Regions from separate parts of the Gossypium hirsutum genome. Here region 1 is linked to region 2. Evidence: chromatin contacts called from public Hi-C data. All regions are on one chromosome and are shown on one strand. The core of a region is the stretch at or near the end of the contact, and the rest is flanking DNA. Distances in the headings are between cores, read along the strand shown. Region 1 holds the start of LOC107921798. Region 2 holds the start of LOC107922471 (DNA-binding protein BIN4).

Evidence for each region. Hi-C and Micro-C count contacts between places; a contact is called where the count stands out from the background.
Region 1: a Hi-C map of leaf shows a contact between it and region 2, with 4 times the contacts expected there. The contact joins the promoter of LOC107921798 here to the promoter of LOC107922471 in region 2. A contact is called at or near these places in 7 of 34 Hi-C or Micro-C datasets (callus, leaf and petal).

The regions. Positions count from the first base shown.
Region 1 is chrA08:87,698,820-87,701,996 of Gossypium_hirsutum_v2.1, forward strand. LOC107921798 reads right to left here and starts at 1,274. Exons shown (of 2, transcript XM_016851645.2): 1 at 807-1,274; 2 at 295-719. The coding sequence starts at 884. The coding sequence ends at 450. LOC107922481 (stomatin-like protein 2, mitochondrial) reads right to left here. Exons shown (of 9, transcript XM_016852546.2): 8 at 2,886-2,945; 9 at 2,173-2,783. The coding sequence ends at 2,517.
Region 2 is chrA08:87,527,192-87,530,215 of Gossypium_hirsutum_v2.1, forward strand. LOC107922471 (DNA-binding protein BIN4) reads left to right here and starts at 1,507. Exons shown (of 12, transcript XM_016852520.2): 1 at 1,507-1,898; 2 at 2,107-2,284; 3 at 2,474-2,535; 4 at 2,882-3,024. The coding sequence starts at 1,851.

The sequences.
Region 1 (3,177 bases), core at 24-2,523, 170 kb after region 2:
AATTTTATATAAAAAAATGAAGAAGTTTAATTCCACGAATACTTTTTTCTTTTCTTGTTATATACAAATTTTTATGATGTGAATATATTAAAAAATTTGTAATAATATATATATAAGGATAAAAATATATATTTAAATATTTCATAATTTAAAATATATATTTATTAAACTATAAAATTATAAATATATTAAACATATTTTAAAATTTAAATTCAATACTTAATTTTCAATTCACTTTTCAACAAATTTTATATTTTAAATTCGATGATCAAAACGTAGGTTTTTATAAGAAAATTGTTCTAATAGGGATATAATAATTTATTAATTACCACAAATAAATATAAAGCTGATCTGATGAAAGTGATAAATATTACTATAACATAAAATTCAAGCCTTTCTAATTATGGAAACGTGATCAAACCCACTAGGCTTGAATTGTTGATCCATGATCAAAGCGAGGCAAGAGGGGCCTCACTTTTAACTTCTTCCTTGCTTGGGGCATCATTTGATTTATGCTCAGGCTCTTCAGCCTCCTGTTTTGGGGTAGCCTCCACCTTATCTTCAGCATTCTTGTCGTCGGCTTTAGCGTCATCCTCCGCTGGTTTCACGCTCTTACCAGCGTCTGTTTCTGCAGAAACAGCCGTTTGAGCCTTCTTTTCCGGTTCAGAACCATCTACCGCAGGTTTCTCAATCTGACTCTCACCTCCGTTAGTGCTGCTCTGCATTTAGTAAGAGATATCGATGACAAATAGTTTATAATGAAATAACATCATACAACTTGGAGGTACTTAGTGTAATTTATCTACCTGAGCAGTGGTGTCAGAGCTTATAGGAGCGTCGGCAGGGCCGTCGAACTCCTTAGGTTTGCTCGCACAGCCTCCCATGGTAGGTTTGGAGTTTGGGGATTAAAGGGTGCGCGAGTTTCTGGAGGTCGTCGGATTGTAGTTGGTTGAGGATGCTTTTAGATGCGGAGGTGGAATCGAAGGTGAGGCAAGGAAGGAATGGAAGCCAATCCATTAATATAGTAAAACGAGCTTCGAATATTTAGGAAATATTGTAGCGCCGTCTATTTTTGACTTTGTCAGTTGGTGTATAGACGGTGCCGCTTACTTTTCTCGTCCGCATTTCATGCCTGAGACATCACAACTTTGTGCTCAAAATGCTATTCGATTCAACTGAAAAACCTTAGAATTTCACAAGAGCACCCGGAGGAAAGTTGTGGCAATTATATACCTATGCCTCAGGAATTGAGACATTTTACATAATTGATATTCACTAAATTCTCGTATTCTCATATGATTTAAAATGAAATAAAATCAATAACTTTCTCTATTTTGATCACCATCTCATAGATGGTCAATGAAAAGATGACATGGCCACTTTTGAAAATGGTATAATAACTTCAAAATTTATATATCGTGTCAATTTAATTTTAAATCTAAAATATTTAACCTTTAATATTTATATAACATGTCAATTTGGTCTTGAAACTAAAAAAATTAACCATTTTTATTTATATATTATGTAATTTGATAACATTTCATAAGATTCACACTTTAATCATCTAACAGTTCAAATTTTGAAAAATAATTAATTCAATTACTTTAAAAAAAATACACACTAAATTCAAGTCTAACAGCTTAAAAAAATTAATTTGCTTTACAACCAACTCAAACTAACAAAAAATGAATTAACCAGTCTTTAAAAGATACCTAGTTCTTCACCATTTGAAGTACAAAGAAAGAAATATATGTAGTTTTTTGCCATTTGAAGTACAAGGAAAGAAATATATGTAGGAATTATCTAATTTAATTATAAACATATTTTTTTATAATATTTTTTGTTTTGATTTCTATTTAACACATTTTATATTGAATTATATTTTCATGTAAAAATAAGATAAAATTCGATAATTGTAAACAATGAGGATTAAATTTAAAAAGGACTAAATTAATATAATAAGTAAACTTTGATTACTAAATTTATTATTATATCAAATTTAAAAACTGTCGCATTAAATGGTTGATAAAATATTTTGAATGGTTAAAAATATATGTATGAATGATAACCAAGACAAGGGATTAGACAACGTCCCTAGATCTTGCATGTGAAGCTTTGCACTTGAAACCGTTATAGTAACATTAGGAAAAACAAAAATAAGAGTGCAAAAAATAAAGAAAAAAGAAGTTTTACTTTATTTAGAGTATAGGTAGAGTGTAGGATGAAGTTTTTTCACTTGGGCAACACAAGTGTTCCTTTCCTGAAAACTTTTTAACCTTTGGTTGGATTCTTGAGACAATCAAAGATAACTATATCCGTCCTACATGACATAGTAGTTCTAAACACTTGGCAAATGAATGAGCATCCTTTCATCAAATTCTAAAAACTCCCTTAAATCCTTGCCTTCCTTTTGGTAATTTTCAGAACCTTTTAACTACTACCAAAGATGTGCCCGTACAAGAACCCCAGAAACAAAATCTGGTTTTCAGTCAATGGGAATTTGGGTAAAATCACTTCTATTCTTTCTTCTTGGAGCTCTGAAGTGAAAATCCTACTTCACCAACATGATTTGTGTCCCTTGCTTCCACAGCTCTGGGGTTAGGGATTTCGCCTTCAGTCTCTCCAGGAGGAGCATGCTTTGTGCTTCTGGATAGCTCAAGAGAATTGCTTACATGAGAATCACCAGTAGAAGAATTGCTCACCAGGCTTTTGTACATGGTGAGAGCTTGGGCAATCATGTTGGCAGGGTTTGCAGCTGAACTAGGAAGTAACATTGTTGTACCCTAACAAATGAACAAAAAGGCCAAGTTCAAGCAGGATGAAAGAATGAATAAACTTTGACAATATTACCACTTGCAATAGCAAGTCTGAGATCTCCCTTTTACCTCCTTGGCAATATTGCTGAAGGCTTGAATGTACTGCTCTGCAATCCTCAAACTTGCAGCCTGTGAGAGAGACCATAATGTTGAGTCCCATTTTTAATTAGGGTGGGAATTAAAGGGTACCTCTCATCCACAAATAACTTCAGCTTAACAAATTATGATTCATATAGCACTAACAAATCAGAAACGCTATATATGAGCAAAAAATTCTCCTTCAAATAACAAATCCTTTGAGCAGCACTGCAGGTTCATTTAAGGGTTCTCTCTCTCCCTGTGAGAGTAATCATTCTCCCCA
Region 2 (3,024 bases), core at 257-2,756:
CCATGCGTCACACTTCCATGCCTTTGAATCGAGGGCACACTCTAAGCGGCTCATTGCTTAGGAGTTGGAACATTACTATCTATTTTATTAGGTGCAGCGTGATTAAACTCAGCTAAAATCTTTTATCTATAAAAAAAACCAAAATCAAATCGGATCTGAAGGCATCACATAATCACCGGTTATAAGTGACATGTATTTCTAGACTCGTACGAGCTATGTTTCAATCTTAGAATCCACTAAACCGTAGCTTTGATACCATTAAATGTAACACCCATAACCCGGTCCTGTGACCGAACCCAAGCTACAAGATATTACCAAGCAGTGAGTTAGGTTGCGATCTTCAATCAATTAACATTGCGATCTCCAACCTTAGTGACTTTATGCTATCTCAGTCCCTTACATCGTGGCATGACTCTCTGTTCAAGAACCTTCAAACCGTTGTGCACTTTAGCATTCTACACACCTACACATTCACAAGTGCACCTTTAAGCATAATCTATTAACAAAAGTATAGAATAAGATCAAAGTGCTAAAAATGACACAAAAACACAAACATACTTACAAATGACCAAAAACACAATTTAATCCTAAAACGACTTGATTTTACTCAAAAGTAAACTAAAATAAGCGTAGAAGGATTGTGATTGCATACACCTAATTACACCTATCAATTACAATATTTCTCTTAAACAACTTTGTAAACCTAATGTCTAAAATAAACTAATATGTAAACATTAAAGAAGTCTATATATTCAAAATAAAAAGCTTAGATCATTTATACAATGATAGCTTATTTCGCATATAAGCTAACATCAATGTTGTAAAAACGAGAATGGAGGTTAAATTGATTGAATAAGACCTCTGATTCCAATTTAACCATACAATTCAATTACACTGAAAAATTAAAAGAAATAAATTAATATTTATTAAAAATCCATAGAAATTAAAAATATATATTACTTTTTTTAAAAAAAAAGAAAAATTATATATAAAAAATCAAAGATAAAACTGAACCAAAAAATAATGAAAAAAAATCAATTTTAAAATAAAAATAATAAGAAAAATATGATTTTCTTATTTTTTCTCAAACTTCAATTTCCAAAACTATATGCACATTGTAGTTTAACATATTAATCGGATTGATAGACGTAAAGTTGGCTAGTAAAAGGGAGCAGCAACTTTAGAGTGTTGAGGAAAAAGCAAATGGACAAGAAGAGCGTCCAAAGTAGGATTTTGAGCAAAAACAATGGAAGTTCGTGTATGTTGAGAAGCAAGTCCGATATAGCACTATTGATTGGCATGTTATTATGGGTTTGCTGCATCTGTCAATGTATGTATCTGGTAAACAAAAAGAAAAAAGGTTTCACCTGGATTGAATATCATGTAACTGGTCAAATTCCCTCGCCCCAAACTCTCCTCAACAGAGCCCAATAAAGCCCAGTGTAAATAAAGCCCTAACTCAAAAACTCTGTATCAATCCTCAAATCGAATCTGTATCTGTAGGGTATTGGGCCTAGAACTCCATAAGCCCCCTTCCGTTTCTCTTGTTCCTTCTTTCCCTCTCCTTCCATTTTCATTTCTACCATTTCTTTTTCTCTGCTACTCATCACTTTCAATTTTCCTTTCTTCTTCTGTTTCTTTTTTTTTTACTTCTCTTTGATCTATTCTACACCCGGCACCGTTGCATTACTCTTAATTTGTTTGGTTCAGCTACCCAGTGCATAATTAGGCTTTTAGGGTTTCTCTGTTCACATTTTCTTTGGATTTTGCTTTGTGTTTTCGCAGCTTATAAGTGCTGCTGAGTTATAAATTTGTATAATCTAATATCAGGGAAGAATAATTGGTGCGGAATGAACAATTCCAGGGAAGATTCTCCAGATTGGCTGCGCTCTTTTCAGGTATATTTACCCTGCTTTCTTTAGCTTCTAAAATGTTTTTATTTGTTTGACACTCTGCACCATGCTTTTTCCCCATTATTTTCATGGCTAAAGTTTAACGTTTAATCAGATTGTTCTCTTTTCTTTTTGTAACCGTATAGCAGTTAGCCAGCTGTTGCACCTTTACATTGTTTTCTTACTGGTTTGCGAGAATTTACCTTGTTTTTAGGCACCGACTTCTACGCTGACATTATCTTCGGATTCCAATTCTTCTCCAAATGGTAGCCCGCGTAGGGTTGATAAAACTGATGCTGATGATGAAGACACATTGGAAAAGAGAAACCACGATAAAGTAAATCAAAAGCCTTCTGGAAAGAAGGAAAACGACGCCTTCAAGGACTCTGAAGGTAGAAAAGGAGTAATTCTCCTATGATAGTTAGGAACTGACGCAAGGGTTGTTTCCAAATAACTGAAATGATGCTTTAATGAATTGTTTAAAGTATATAATATTTCAGCTTCTGATTTCTGAACCCTTTCTTTGATTTTGACCTCGTTATTTACAACTTGTGCAATATGAACTTTTAGCAATGATGCAGGGAGTGAGGAGGATGGAAAGGTCGCTGCGGAAGAAATGTCTGAGAAACACTTGGGATCTCATGTACGGTATCACATTATATTGCCTTGGGATTGCCTAAATCTGGGTTCTCCTTTATTATTGCATTTCATGGTTTATCAAAAATGTCATCAAACTTAAAAAATTGATTTTAGATATCGTTTTGAAATTTATGAAAATAAAGACATTTTGCTTTGGAAAGAATCATTTCATCGTAGAACAAAACCATTTTCATTTATTTAACAGTATGATAAAAGTTTTATAATGTAAATTTTACTTCATATGTTTGAGACGTTTACTACAGAAAGATATCCAACGTGGTATGAATCTGATTAGATTGGAGGACCACTGTTAATATTGAAGCTGATGAAAGTGGTTAGATGTTGAACAGGCAGTAAATCATTCGATATGGTCGTTATCATCCGATTCTGAGTCTTCTCCTGGCCATTCTCCTCAAGGGAAGCAGAAAGTGTCTCTATCTCAAGAGAGTGGAGAGGCAAGTGATCCAGTTCTGACTGGCAGGGCCAACAGGTC